Linked DNA regions of Mus musculus: all the other regions are linked to region 3. Evidence: chromatin contacts called from public Hi-C and HiChIP or PLAC-seq data. All regions are on one chromosome and are shown on one strand. The core of a region is the stretch at or near the end of the contact, and the rest is flanking DNA. Distances in the headings are between cores, read along the strand shown.

The links. Hi-C and Micro-C count contacts between places; a contact is called where the count stands out from the background. HiChIP or PLAC-seq counts read pairs in DNA pulled down with a chosen protein or histone mark.
Region 1: a Hi-C map of pancreatic cancer cells shows a contact between it and region 3, with 6 times the contacts expected there. The contact joins two enhancer-like sites. A contact is called at or near these places in 4 of 15 datasets of contacts at CTCF or cohesin (the NIH/3T3 cell line, embryonic stem cells and pro-B cells), 105 of 484 Hi-C or Micro-C datasets (the AML12 cell line, the AtT-20 cell line, the Ba/F3 cell line and 61 more), 11 of 115 datasets of contacts at active chromatin or transcription factors (the HPC-7 cell line, the NIH/3T3 cell line, astrocytes and 7 more) and 3 of 9 other capture datasets (adipose tissue, embryonic stem cells and liver).
Region 2: a FOXA1 HiChIP or PLAC-seq map of pancreatic cancer cells shows a contact between it and region 3. The contact joins two enhancer-like sites. A contact is called at or near these places in 1 of 15 datasets of contacts at CTCF or cohesin (the NIH/3T3 cell line) and 1 of 115 datasets of contacts at active chromatin or transcription factors (pancreatic cancer cells).
Region 4: an HNF4G HiChIP or PLAC-seq map of pancreatic cancer cells shows a contact between it and region 3. The contact joins the promoter of Slc16a9 here to the enhancer-like site in region 3. A contact is called at or near these places in 3 of 39 promoter capture datasets (cranial neural crest, maxillary cranial neural crest and stem cell-derived epiblast-like cells), 2 of 484 Hi-C or Micro-C datasets (embryonic stem cells and nephron progenitors), 5 of 115 datasets of contacts at active chromatin or transcription factors (embryonic stem cells, pancreatic cancer cells and stem cell-derived neural progenitor cells) and 3 of 9 other capture datasets (adipose tissue, embryonic stem cells and liver).
Region 5: an H3K27ac HiChIP or PLAC-seq map of SST interneurons shows a contact between it and region 3, with 5 times the contacts expected there. The contact joins two enhancer-like sites. A contact is called at or near these places in 1 of 15 datasets of contacts at CTCF or cohesin (the NIH/3T3 cell line), 32 of 484 Hi-C or Micro-C datasets (the AML12 cell line, the AtT-20 cell line, the C2C12 cell line and 21 more), 3 of 115 datasets of contacts at active chromatin or transcription factors (the NIH/3T3 cell line, SST interneurons and astrocytes) and 1 of 9 other capture datasets (pancreatic islet).

What each region holds. Positions count from the first base shown.
Region 1 is chr10:69,670,103-69,672,802 of GRCm38.p6, reverse strand. All of the region lies in intron 1 of Ank3 (ankyrin 3, epithelial), which reads right to left. Among named protein-coding and RNA genes, the nearest start is that of Gm33464, 110 kb to the right of the region's middle. Within about 2 kb of position 1,337, at least 33 of the 459 cell types and tissues checked have an H3K27ac peak or open chromatin away from gene starts, as enhancers often do. A contact at or near this core is called in the HL-1 cell line, embryonic fibroblasts and pancreatic cancer cells, where this site is marked.
Region 2 is chr10:69,610,520-69,613,219 of GRCm38.p6, reverse strand. The region is part of intron 1 of Ank3 (ankyrin 3, epithelial); the gene reads right to left. Among named protein-coding and RNA genes, the nearest start is that of Gm33464, 49 kb to the right of the region's middle. Within about 2 kb of position 1,324, at least 95 of the 459 cell types and tissues checked have an H3K27ac peak or open chromatin away from gene starts, as enhancers often do. A contact at or near this core is called in the NIH/3T3 cell line and pancreatic cancer cells, where this site is marked.
Region 3 is chr10:69,963,330-69,966,029 of GRCm38.p6, reverse strand. All of the region lies in intron 29 of Ank3 (ankyrin 3, epithelial), which reads right to left. Among named protein-coding and RNA genes, the nearest start is that of Gm33361, 43 kb to the right of the region's middle. Within about 2 kb of position 1,254, at least 52 of the 459 cell types and tissues checked have an H3K27ac peak or open chromatin away from gene starts, as enhancers often do. A contact at or near this core is called in the HL-1 cell line, the NIH/3T3 cell line, SST interneurons and 3 more, where this site is marked.
Region 4 is chr10:70,243,949-70,246,648 of GRCm38.p6, reverse strand. It overlaps Slc16a9 (solute carrier family 16 (monocarboxylic acid transporters), member 9), which reads right to left and starts at 1,373. Exons shown (of 6, transcript NM_025807.3): 1 at 1,271-1,373.
Region 5 is chr10:69,464,387-69,467,086 of GRCm38.p6, reverse strand. No RefSeq gene overlaps it. Among named protein-coding and RNA genes, the nearest start is that of Ank3, 68 kb to the left of the region's middle. Within about 2 kb of position 1,331, at least 58 of the 459 cell types and tissues checked have an H3K27ac peak or open chromatin away from gene starts, as enhancers often do. A contact at or near this core is called in SST interneurons and cerebral cortex, where this site is marked.

The DNA of each region.
Region 1 (2,700 bases), core at 88-2,587, 290 kb after region 3:
ACAGTGTGACAGGTCATGTTTGACACTCATTACCCTGAGAGTCCCTGGGAAATATTTGATAAGTTAACTGATAATGGGTGTAGAACATTAACTCAAGGAACAAAAAGATCTAGCTGCTAGTACTCTGTCTAAGCTCCAACCCACAATTACCTGGCAATAGCCAGGTAGGCCTGGTCTGCTATAAAAGGGGCTGCTTGCCTCTTCCTCTCTCTCTTACTCCTGTTTCCTGTTTGCCTCTTCTCTCTTGCCCACTTGGGCTCTTCTCTTCCCCCTCCCTTCTCCCTCTCTCCACGTGGTCATGGCTAGCCTCTACTTCTCTACTCTCTCCCTCTCTCTGCCTCTACTACCCTCTTAACTCCCCTCCCCATTCCCTGAATAAACTATTCTATACTATACCGTGTGGCTGGTCCCTCAGGGGAAAGAGATGCCTCAACATGGGCCCACCGAGGCACCCCTTTCCCCCACACCTCACCACACCCTCATAGAACATATCTTACTTCTCTTTGTCTTTTTATAAACACATCACTAGCTTGTTTTAAAATTTCAGACAACTGTATAATCATGTAAATACTGACTCTTCAATATGTTTTCAAAAGGTAAGTACAGCATGAGGCCCTAGCTCTCGTCCCCAACACTTAGACAAAAAGTAGAGATAGATTCTAAAGGAAAATAATCAGAAAAGGGTATCCAGAAAAAACCTAGGCAAATACCAACAGGATCAATACCAGCTTCCTCAGGGAGTCCAGAGAAGCTATCATACTGACTTTTTGATCTTGATTTCCACCCTTACAATTTGGTGAGAAGAACAGAAAGTTTAACAGGTGTTTTTGTTTGTTTGTTTGCTTGCTTGTTTGTTTCATTTTGTTTTGTTTGATAATCACCTCCCTTCATGCCCTAATTTTAAATCTTGGTACTATTAATGAACTGCTCTGGAAATAAGCTTTATGATACGAAGGATCTAAGTGCTAAGAGGTCTCAGAGAGACTCAATGTAATGGACCTTGCCTTGTGACTAGAGAAACTTCATGTACAGTGGGGTTAAGTAACATTGAAGAGGTCAGCTCAGAGCCATTGGAAAATTCCATCACACCCCTCCCTTCCTGGAAGAGACAGGTCAGAGAGCATGTAGGCCAGAAGGGAGAGACTGATTAAACCCCTACTACCTCATTCCCTAAAGACCAACCAGTTTAAAGGGTGCACTGTTCTGCCAATTATATTATGCCTAGTTGCTGATGCTCTATTCCTCGTCTGGAAACTGTATAAAAACTGGCCGAACAGTCTGCCTCTCCTTCAGGTGTAGGATGATGACCCCAGCATACTGGAACAATAAATTCCTCTTGCTTTTGCATCATTTTGTTAACTGGGGGGAGGGGGGAAGGGGGTTCCCCAGTAAGCTAAGGCTCATTAGAGTCTTACAACACAAACACAATGATACCACGGGGTAAACAATAAATTCAAGACCTTGTTTTGCATCCCATGTATTCTTTTGATTAAAGTCCACACAGAGAGCTGCACAGCTCAGGCCAACCATAGATGGGAGGTACCCTTAGCTCCGAACTGAACATCATTGGCTGAAGAACAGTTGGGCAGGTTAATGATAGACAAGAGGTACAGGCAGGGGGGAATGTAGCAGGAAAAGGAGAAGGTGACATTCCTAGAATGCTTGTGGGCATACAGGGAGGTGGAGACACATTCCAGAGGAAGAAGCTGACAAGAAGATGGGGAAACATCTGTGTATCTAGACAAGAATGTCGGGTTCTTCCTTTTGGCCAGTGGGAGCTACTGAAGGGTGATAAAGCCAGATAAGGTTTATTCCATCTCTGATGTCAATTTAGAAATGGACCTAGGTCTGAAGGATAAAGACAAGGTTAGGAAACAGTCTGGTGACCATCACATTCCGGATGCCATAAGGAAGCACTGTGCTAAGTGGTTCCTCTTGTTTCTCCTTCTATTTGCAAGGCCTATGTTTAAACAACAGAGTCTTTGCAGCAGTTAGGACCTGAAGGAAGTAGGGAATGCCTGTCTTTGGTTTAACCTCTGAAAGTCAAGTTCATTTATCAATGCCTTTATTCATCACATGCCTTTAATTTTGGCCCAAGACCTTCCTTGAATAAACAACCAATCTCAACAGTCCAGCCAAACACTAGACGTTTCTCCCAAGGCAGGAATGGAAGGCAGATTCTAAAAGATTAATGGCAGGGAGGTGGGCCCTTCTGACATGTAATGGAATGGCTGAGGCAAGATAGTCAAAGCTACATAGATGAGTAGGTCTCAGGTTTCAGTTAAAAAGAATCTCAACTACAAGAGGGAGGGGAGAGAGGAAAATGAGAGTTATCAGAGGCTCGGATAATACAGGCTCATTGAGGCTCTGCGTCACCTTTTACCATGTGATCTGAGACAGCCTGGCATCAAATAACATTTGAAATGTAAATATAATAACCAAGAGAAAAGAGAGGGGGGAGAGAGAGAGAAGGAAGAGGGGGAGGAGGAAGAAGAAGAAGAAGAAGAAGAAGAAGAAGAAGAAGAAGAAGAAGAAGAAGAAGAAGAAGAAGAAGAAGAACAAGAAGAAGAAGAAGAACAAGAAGAAGAAGAAGAACAAGAAGAAGAAGAAGAACAAGAAGAAGAAGAAGAACAAGAAGAAGAACAAGAACAAGAAGAACAAGAAGAAGAAGGAGAGGAGGAGGAGGAGGAGGAGGAGGAG
Region 2 (2,700 bases), core at 75-2,574, 350 kb after region 3:
ACAGGCTTATGCCAAAAATAAACATATCATACATCTTGCCCACAGCAGGCAATACATGAGTTCTAGTATGTGTTAGGGACATGAAACACTCATCACAATTAATTGTAAACTACTTCATCACCCACAAAGTCTCATTCCCATTAGCAATGCTGATCACTCCCAGCTGATCACCAACCCTCGTGTGTCTCTGCTTACTTGTGAGCCTAGTTTGTTTCTCTTAGCGTGATATTTTTTGAGGTTGATTACTTCTGAGTATGTCCCTGCCCCATCCCTTTTCCTTACTGCAGAGTATACTTGTCAATCATGATTTAAAAGGACTATCAAAACCAACACCTCTTCCAGTACAGGAGGCTGTCAAGTCATTTAATAGGACAATGGATCTCCTTTGATATGATTTGACTTTGATGATTTTTGCTTATATCATAAGACTCCAAACAGAAGTGAATACCATGTGTTTTTTTTTCTACTTACGAAATAAATTTTAAAAATATATATTTCCAAGCAAAATCTGAGTACTTTATAAACATCTACTTTAGAAATGAATGGCAACTTCAACAATGGCCAGACTCCAGAACCCCAAGAAATTTATAATACTTAGTGGATAAACAACATAACCAAAGGTAACAGAGCTGGAGTCCAAACCAAAAAACCTAAGTGTGCAGTTGGTTACCCCACCCGAAACACCCAAGAATGGACCCAAAGTGTCTTACAGTCAATTTACGGATAAGCTCTGGTGCCCTATGTAAGACACACACCTTGGAAAGACCCAAGGTGGCCCTGACAGGATGCTTCTTAGGAGTCTCACGTCCCCCCTCTCTAGTCCTCCCCCCCCCCAGCCCACCCCCCTCTGGCAAGGTCACTTCCGGAGGCTTCCCTGGCTCAGCACTAGCTGGAAGCAGCAGACCCACTGACTTTGCTAGCCTGCTCTGTCATACCATACGAGGCTAGGCTATCCTCACAGCAAGCATCAGAGCACCATACCAGCGGTTCTCAGAGTCTCGTCTAGATCAGCATCCATTAAGAACTTGTTGGCACTGTCTCAGGGTTTTCCCCAGTCCTACTCAACCAGAAACTCTGGGATGAAGGCCAGAAAATCTGTTTGAACATGGATCACTCTTTGGATGCAGGAAGCAGCTTGGCTATCGCAGCTGTACAACTTCCTCTGGGCTTCTAAACCTCCTCCACTCTCACCTTGGGCTGGCTTCCTGGCTTCCAGCTTCTGGTAAAAGTTCCAGCCAGGGGGCTTGTTCTCCCTCTGAACACAGTCACCAGCCCTCCCTCACTGCCACCTCCATACCCTGCTGGCTCCCTGCCTGGCTGAAGCTGCTGCCTCATTCACTGATCCACCCTTACCGCTGCCCTGTCAAGTACTCTAGCCTTACTGAGTCACCTTCTCCTATTCTGTATTTTCCATCTCTTCTCATTAACTAGCCTATAAACCAGGGGTTCACAACCCCTTTTAGGGGATCAAATGACCTTTTCACAAGGGTCACCGCCTAAGATCATCAGAAAACACAGATACTTACATTACAATTACTAAAAATAGCAAAGTTACAGTTATGAAGTAGCAATGAAAATAATTTATTGATTGGGAGGGGGCGGCCACCACAACATGAGGAACTGTATTAATGTATTAGGAAGGTTGAGAACCACTGTTATAGACTGCTATATTTCCATCCTTAAAAAAAAATGTCTACTATAGAGACATCTGCACAACTGTTTGCAGCTGTTCTGTTCAAAGTAAGGAAATGCGATCAGCCTGTTGTACACGGAAGATGAATGAATAATACAAATGAGATACTCAGACACAATGGAATTTTACTCAGCCATAAAAAAAAATCTGAATTTTAAGACTTGCTGAAAAATTAATGGAATGGGAAGATATATTAAATGAGACAACCCAAGCTCACAAAGACAAACACTGCACTACAATTATTCTTTCAGACCTATATACTCTAACTCCCAATTTTTATAAATACGTATTTTATGAGACTGAGTGTGTGGAGGAGCCAGAGAGGTGGAGAGGGTACCAGAAAAGGGGTTGGGGAGGAGGGTATAATGTGTGTGATGTAAAAGTGGGTACACTCGGGGTAGAAGGGTACTCATGGGTGTGGGGAGCAAGGAGAAGAGCAAGGGGAGGGGAGACTGCCAATCAAAACTTATGAAAACACCAGAAGGAAACCCATTACCTTGTGAATGGATTTTTAAAATTTTTTAAGTTTAAAATTTTTAAAAAAGAAAAATAGGAGGTGAAGATATGGCTTGGCAGTTAAGATGTCAAGAGCACTTGGCGCTCTTGCAGAGGACCTGAGTTCAGTTCCCCGCCTCCACTTGGTAGCTTATTACCATTCACAACTCCAGTTCTAGGGATCCAATATCCTCTTCCGGTCCTTCCAGGCATCAGGCACATAGGTAGCTCCCATATACACAGGTAAAATGAGTATAAGTGAAAAGATGACTCTTTTATAAAGATTCCTCTTGGCCTCCACATTCTATGACAGCTAACATCATCTTGTTAAAAAACATAAACAAAGACAAAAACTGAGACCTATCTATCTTTCTTATTTTTTTTTTATAACTGAGATCTGACTGACATAAAATAAAAAACAGATTCTAAGTGGTCCAGTTAGGGGTAGTCAAAACATCCTGGAAATGTCATGTCGTACAGAAGCGCCACCAGCATTCACTGCAATACCTGTC
Region 3 (2,700 bases), core at 5-2,504:
TTTAATACAGTCCCACATGTTGAACTGACCCCTCAACCATAAAATGATTTTTGTTACTTTATAAATATAAATATAAATACATATATATATATATATATATATATATACACATACACACATATATGCATGTAAATTTATTTTGTTGCTTTGTAATTTTGCGACTGTTACGAATTGTAATGTAAATATCTTTGAAGAAAAAGGTTTGCCAAAGGGGTCGCGACTCACAGGTTGAGAACTACCGCCCTGGTATTTGCACAGTTTAAGACACAAGCACTGTCTGTGAACAGCTTATACTCTCAGTTCCACACTGGATACTCTGACTTCACTGTCCTATACTGGGCGGGGCCTGAAAGTCTGCTTCTCTTACTTAGACTGTGTCTGTCTGGTGCCTTTGCTCTCAAGAGCTGCTTGGGACCTGGTTGGTGTGAGTGTGACGTCTAAGGAGAGAAACACAGAGGCCTCAATGTCCCATGAATGATGAGCTCCATGCTCAGGTTTAATTTCTGCTCAGCCTACGTAACCATTTCTGAAAACACAGTTTTCAGGAAAATTACTCTGTCATGCCTCTCTTCAGACCTTTAAATGGTTAGCCCTACATTTATGGAGAAAAACAATCAGTACAATCCTATCTCGAGACGGGCTCATGGAAAGTGTCTTCAAGTTACACCACCCTCACGAGGTGCCTGGCAGAAGCATGACACCCAGGGGCTGCAGCTCAGACCTGCTGTGCTGGGCACACTGGTGCACCACACCCAAACGTAGCTAATGCTGATTCCCAAGCCTGGGCTAACGCACTGTCTGACCCCAGGAACAACATAGCTGAGGTCGTTCCTTGGGGTCCCAAATTTATGGTCATAATGTCAAGTTGCTGGCAAATCTATGCACACAGATCATATGGAGGTGGGAAGTATCAGTGCTGGTTTACTTTGGCCCAATTTCCATTTCCCAAGTATCAGATTTCAGAGCCTATTTGGGGAATATTTTCCTTTCCTTTTGCTATGCCTCAGTCTTCATTCGGTTGATTTAAAATGCCAGTTTACTGAAACAGATTGAAAATAGGTAACTATTTTGTTGTAATTCGTTTGGGGGATTTTAGAAGTAAATTGTTATGTATTCTTTCGGCACTTTAAATGCAATCTTGAGAAACGTTTTCTATTTGGAAAAAAATTGCAGAACCATCACTACCAGATGACTCCAGAAGATGGCGCTGTAGGCCACATGTCTACAATGTAAGGCTCCATTTTTCACTGCTCAACTATGACGGGGCACTTTTAAAATTACCATTTATCTTAAGCTTGATAAAGGTAAGTATTGAAAAGAAGTGCCAGTTTGGAACTTAGAAATTTAATTCTAATATTCTGTTGACAGAAATATATTTAGAAGCAGGTAGTCATTTTCTATTTAGTGTTACATTTGTAACCACATTTTAATTTGTATCAGACTCAATACAACTACTTGCAACAACTGGCTACTTGAGGGGATCCTCGTTGAGCCATTGCTAAACTGCTTTGATTTGTAAGTTAGGGACCCGGGAGGAGGAAGGGGACTTGGAACCTGTGGTCCCAGATCTGACAAAACTACAAATAGCTATTAGGAATGGACTTTGGAGGCACTGAGTTTATTAAGGTTTTCGTTACACAGTGTGGGATGCTTGCTGGTGGGATACGTGCCTGTTAATGTTGTTTGCACATCTGCAGCACCTTTTCTTGTGCAAAGACCTAGATACGATAGATCTCTGTCTGCTGCCAGAGATAAAAACTGAGCTGCCACCTGAAACTTGAGTTGGTAAGGACAGGTTCTGAACACCCAGACAGGTCTAGCAGTTTACCTCATCACAGAGGAGCTCATACGCCTGCTTAATTGGCACAACCGCCGATACTCTGGCTCGATTAACAATAAACAATAGGAATAGGGACAGGGGAAAGCAACTTGGTGCAAGCAGAGCCACCTGAGTTGTGCTCCCCAATGCCCACTTAGGAAGCCTGGCATAGCCTGGCATTGCCTATGCGATCTCAGTACAAGGTGTCAGGAGGTGAGGTGTGAGAGAGAGAGAGAGAGAGAGAGAGAGAGAGAGAGAGAGAGAGAGAGAGAGAGAGAGAGGGAGGCAGGAGGAGAGCTGGGGCTTGCTGGTCAGGCAGCCTAGGCAAAAATGAAGAGTTCTGGCTTCAGTGAGACCCTGTGTCAAGGCAATAAGGTGTAGCATGATAGAGCAGGACACCTAATGGCTAAGGTGTAGCACGGTAGAGCAGGACACCTAATGGCTAAGGTGTAGCATGATAGAGCAGGACACCTAATGGCTAAGGTGTAGCACGGTAGAGCAGGACACCTAATGGCTTTGTCTGAGATGCACACACACATGGTCACACACAAGGACACATGGACACACACAAAGATACACTGAAATACACAGACAGACAGACACACACACACAAAGACACATGGACACACATGCACACAAACACAGAAATAAGGGTTTACTTTGGCTTACAGTTTAAGGGCAGAGTTTACCATGACAGGAAATTCATAGTAACAAGGGTTTAAAGCAGCTACATGCAACCAGGAAGTAGAGAACAGTGAATATTTATGCTCTGCTAGCTTTCTCCTTTGAAATAACCTAAGATGAAAACCCAGGGAATAGCGCTCCTCACTTTGAGGGCACCTCAGTTAACCTAATAGGGGGAGGTTCTCTCACAGGCAAGC
Region 4 (2,700 bases), core at 124-2,623, 280 kb before region 3:
AAAGAAAGAAAGAAAGAAAGAGAGAGAGAAAAGAAAGAAAAAAAATTTAAAAATCCAGTCCAGAGTTCCTAATGTCACTCTTTGCCATCTTACCACGCCCCTGGCCCTTTCTATAGAACCTTCATTAGAGACGAGTAGGATCCCTGTCTCTCCACTTACCCAAACACAGAAGGATGGGAAGCAAGGAAACCTGCTCTTCGGACATCGGCGGTGCTGAATATACAAGTTATTGCCAGTTGGCAGGTGAAAAGATTTTATTGTCTAATTTCTATTTGCTAGTCGAGGGTGGTTAATGGGTACCGACACTACTCTCTGCGCTCACAAAGTGTTTAACGGAGGCTGTAACCAATCGGCACACCCTTTCTTTCTCCAACCTAGCTCACTCCGTCTGTTGCCTAAGAGTATCTGAGTGGCCTCTGCTCTGCTCTGCTCTGCTCTAGGTGAACATGCCAATCTGGGCAAGTCAAGATGTCTAACTATTACCACTGAGCTGTAGCCCATCAGATGGGCCCAATGAGGCAAGTAAGATATCAACATAAATAATATGTAAATAATATCTGTAGTGTAAACACTGCCTAAACTTTCCGGATCATTTGTGCTGCATAGACCTGACATTCCAAGAACGAAGTAAAATCCCGACCTGATTGATGGTCAAGTTCCATGGCTTGCTGTTTCCCCTGAAGCCTCTGTGCATGGCTAAAACCAAAGAAGGGTTCCCTAGGCGAACCAGAGCTGAGGCATGCGCACCAAAATCCTTCTAAGTTTTGTTCAGGTGGCGGAGGAGCCGCCTGGCCGTTAGGCTCCTACACCCTGTAGCGCAGCCCGGGTGCTGCCCTGCCCGGAACCCAGCAGGATCTGCCCGCAACGTGAGCTGCTGTCCTTGCAGTTTACCAAACCTATGCGCCCCAGCCTGGATTCTCCCCAGCACCTGAGCCCACCTCCTCGGGAGCGGCCTTCTGGGAAGTGAGGACCCACTTGGGTCACACGTAGAAGGTATCCCAGGAGACTCATCTGGTGACATCCGAGCTCTCATCTCCCCCATTCTCCCTGCAAAAGGCAACCCTACGAGTATTTTTGCAGAGGCAGTTACTCTTTCTAGAAGAGGGTGCAGAGTGCTCCGCGGCGCTCTCAGGACGCTTTCAGCCCGGGCAGACCAGAAGCCGGCCGGTAGCTGTGCACCCGCGGGTGACAGCACCGCCTCCTTTCGGTGCAGTTTGCAGGGTGAGGGGACAGCTCCCGCCGGGACCTTCCCAGTTCCTGGGGTTTTTACCTGAGTCCCGGCCTCGGCTGGGGCCGCGGGCGCAGCTCCGGCCGCAGCTGCTGATCCGGGCCCTGCGCTGGGCGAGCAGTCCCGCTGCGCGCAATATACGGCCGCCGCCCTCTGCCCTCGGGACACATGGAGTGCAGCCCGCCCGGCCGGCTCCACCTTCCCCACCCCCACCGCCCACCCCGGGAAGTCACTCCCGGGGTGGTCCCACTCTCAGATCTCCTCTGCAGGGGCACCCTGGCCAGTCTGAACCGGCTGAGACTGCACGCCCGCTGGGGGAAGGAAGAGGAGGCGGAGGAGGAGGAGATGGAGGCGGTGGAAAAGCCGGCGGTAGGGGCGCTGCGTCTACACCCGTAGCTTAAGGCCCGGCTAGGAGTGGGGGGAGGGCCGGACCCGAGTCCCCTTGGTCTCCCGAAGCTCTCCCGCATACCCCCCGCCAAGCACCGTGTGCATTTGCGAGGAGCCTGTGTGGAACTGAATACAAGGGTCGCCTGCTCTCCCTGGCTTCCCTGGGTCGCTGGGAGCCTCCTGGCCAGAGCTGTACTCGTGGGCAGAGATCCCAGAGGAAAGCGAACTAGAAACCTAGAACTTTGTGAAGTTGGTACTCTTTGGCAGTAGGGAGTATAAGATGCCAAGGGCTTTCCTTTGGGACAACTCCGCGGGAAAGGCGGGTGTCCAGGAGGTCGAAGAGGGAGGGAGAAGTTATGTGAAGACCGTCAGGTGTCTTGAAGTAGAACCAGGCTGTCACTAGCTGTGGTGCAAAGCAACTCACGCTGGAGCTACCTACCATGCATGGCTCTCTGCGCTGTCACCGAAGCCCACTGCAGAAAACTTTAGGGTTCCAGGGGCTAACGAATGTGTGGACACCGTTCGCTCCAGGGATATGTCTGCAATGTGGCGTGTGCTCACCCTCTGCCCCATTAACTTTCTGTCTGTTGAATTCTTGAAGAGAACTATGTCTATCTAACAGCGTGAGAATTCCCTTCATACCACGCAAAGCCTGCGTTCTTAGGCGGCAAGGACTACCTCCTGCAAAGTTAAGAGTTGAGCCACCTAGGTCTTTTCAGCTTATTTCCTTATCTATGATATTTTCAGAATCTTGCCTGCATCGTGGAGAGTGGGGGAGGGTTGAGAAGTCAGAAAAGGTACGGAATCTGGCCATGCCCACCACCCTGAGAAGTGGCTTTAGCGCTTCTCTCCAACACCCCCTTTCTATTCAGGTTATGGAGAAGTCCTCTCAAACATATTATTCTTGTCCCCGGAGAGAGCTTACTTGCCACCCCCAGCACCCAAGTATAACTAAGCATGACTGCAGCTGCTGTCAAAACCATAGCACCAAAGAGGTAGAGGCTACCCTTATTAGAAAGCTCCGGGTCTCACTTAGAGACCCTCTCTTCAAAACCAAGGTGGACTGTTGCTGAGAAACACACACA
Region 5 (2,700 bases), core at 82-2,581, 500 kb after region 3:
TACAGTGCCAGAAGAAGGTACCAGATCCCATGGAATTGTTACAGATAGTTGTGAGGCACCATGTGGGTTCTGGAAACCTGACCTGGGCCTTCATGGAATGCAGCCAGAACTCTTAACCACTGAGCCACCTCTCCATTTACCAGAAATCAGCTTTTAAGACACTCCTGTTGTTCTAAACGCTCCTCTTCCATGCAAGCTGCATTTGGTAATGTTCTATTGGCTTTTACATTTTTCTCTCAGGTCCCTGGGGGTTATCCAAGAGCAATGCAGCTGCTCCCCAGTCTCTGAAGTAGCCAGCCGTGACCCCGTGATTCTGTGTTCAGCACAGCTCTGCTGCAAAAGGGAACCATTTTTTTTTAACGTGGTCCAGGAGAAAATACAAGCATCCAAGTAAGACAGCTGAAAAGTCCTGACCTCTTCACATGGCCTTGAGGATGGAAAAGGCAGTCTGCAAGTCAGCTTTCCTCACAACTTCAGAGGAAGGCTCACTGTTAGGGAGCAAAAAATTAACACATCACAGAACCAGATACGAAACCCTAAAAGACAAACATCTTCTTTCCAAACCTTCCCTCTCAGGAGCTCTGATCCCATGAACATTTTCACCATGTGTTCTTTACTAACCCCTGAGGCACCTAACGGGTGTCACTCTGATTGGGTGACATTAAGGATGCTGTTAGCAGACAGCCAGCTGGCTAATCTGCCCTGCACTTCTAATGGGGCAGGAATTCCAAAAGGAACCCAACAGCATTTAATGCATCAAAAACCTTTTCAAATAGCAGGTTAGGATTTCTCTTTAACCTCAGGACTTGCTCTCTTAGTAAAAATAGCTCCCTTGCTCCCCCCACCCCTCCTTTTGAAAACCTACATTGAACAATGAGTCACCAGGTGACTTCCCTTCGCTTCTTTATTTCTGAGTTCTACTTCAAAGATAAAAACAGTCTCCCTTCTCTTTGTCTCCTCCCTTATACCTGAGCTCTATCATTCAAGGTCATGAAGGAGAAGGTTAAAACAAAACAAAAAATGTCCCTCATCTCACATAGAGCTGTTTATACGCATGCGAAGCAATTATGGCAATTAAAAATTTGAGGATCTCTAGAGATCCAGTTCAATGGCTGCTAAAACACGGCCGTTTAGAGAGCATCCTTCTGGTGTTGCTTAATTTATTTGAATAAAGGGTAGTGAGCGTCATATTTTAAATATCCGACGGCAGTAATCGGGCTGGTATTTGTTTTCATTTTCATTATTGGGTGCCTGAATAAATACCATTTGCATTCTCTGTCACCTCCAGCTAGCCAAGATGCTGCAAGATACATAATGGTGGATTGTTGCCATGGCAACTCCTCTACAACCACACGTTCTCTATGGCAACCCAAGCTCCCTGGAATACAAATGAAACTCCATAGCAACAGAGAGTCAAAGAGGTGATATCTGGAGACCAAAAAGCTCATGTAACATTTATTATCCACGTTATAGATACCTTTGCATGTTTGGCAAATAAAATTTGTATTCAAAAGATTGGCTAGAAAACACTGGTCATATATTAGAGATATTTTCCCAATTAAAAAAAAAAACACTATCGTACTTAAATTTTCTATCTGTTATAATATACTAATAAATATAAAATATATGTAATTCAAGTCTTTAAAGCAATTTATGTGAAAATCAGCATACACTTCCCTAGCTAGTGATAGATTATGAACTATAAATATAGGAATGTGGGACACACAAAGATAACCACTTGTGCTTATGTTTCTTTAACATTGTTATTCATCTGATTTTATTTTATTTGTTGTTCCTCTAGTTCCTTTTCTCTTCGATGGTGCAACAATGTAGCCCAGAAAAACAAAAACAAAAACAAAAATACCACCCTGGCTCTACTTCACAGCATGGTATACTTCAAGAGAAAAAGACCTCTGTGGTTCCTGACATGTCACCCACTTGACTATGAATCTGCACAAAGTATTTCATCTGAGTGTCAGTTTCTTAAAATGACAAAGGACGTGACACCTGCCTCCTCTTCATTTCCAGCTTGCTACAAGAAGTACTGGATAAGCCAGGAGCTCGCTGGAAAGAAATGAAGCACACTGTCATAGCTGAAGCAACCTCGAGCTAAGTGCTCCTCTTCATGATTTACATTTTTAAATGCTGCAGTGACTTGTAAAGTACACACACACACACACACACACACACACACACACACACACAAGGCAAGCTGTCGACTGGACAGCTGTGCACTGAGCACAAAATCTGCTGCCAGTGGTTGGTGGCTAAGATGAGCAGGCAGGTCCCTGCATTTGTAGCACTTCTGTTCTGTGGGTCCCTTGCATCCACGTAGTGTTTATGTTCTGGAAGGGAGCACTAGATGACGCCAGGACACAAAGAGGGCTCAGGACCAGAGCGGAGGATGCACCCTGTGACACTATGGACATAGACGTGTGGGGCTGGCCCAGGCTGGGTGGATGAGTGGTCAGGTCAGAGCTCCAGAAGGAATGAAGGGAAGATGATATGACATGTAGCATGAGGCTTTCAGAATGAGACAGAGCCATACTGGGAAGAGATGGGTGGCCAAGAGAAGGGGTGGTTGCCATAAGACCCTGAAGGAAGAAATAGTTCACTGTGTCTACATAGACAAAAGCCTGCCTAGTGATCAGAGGGACTGGGTGTAGAAGCTAGAGCAAGATGAGATGAAAATCCAGAGGG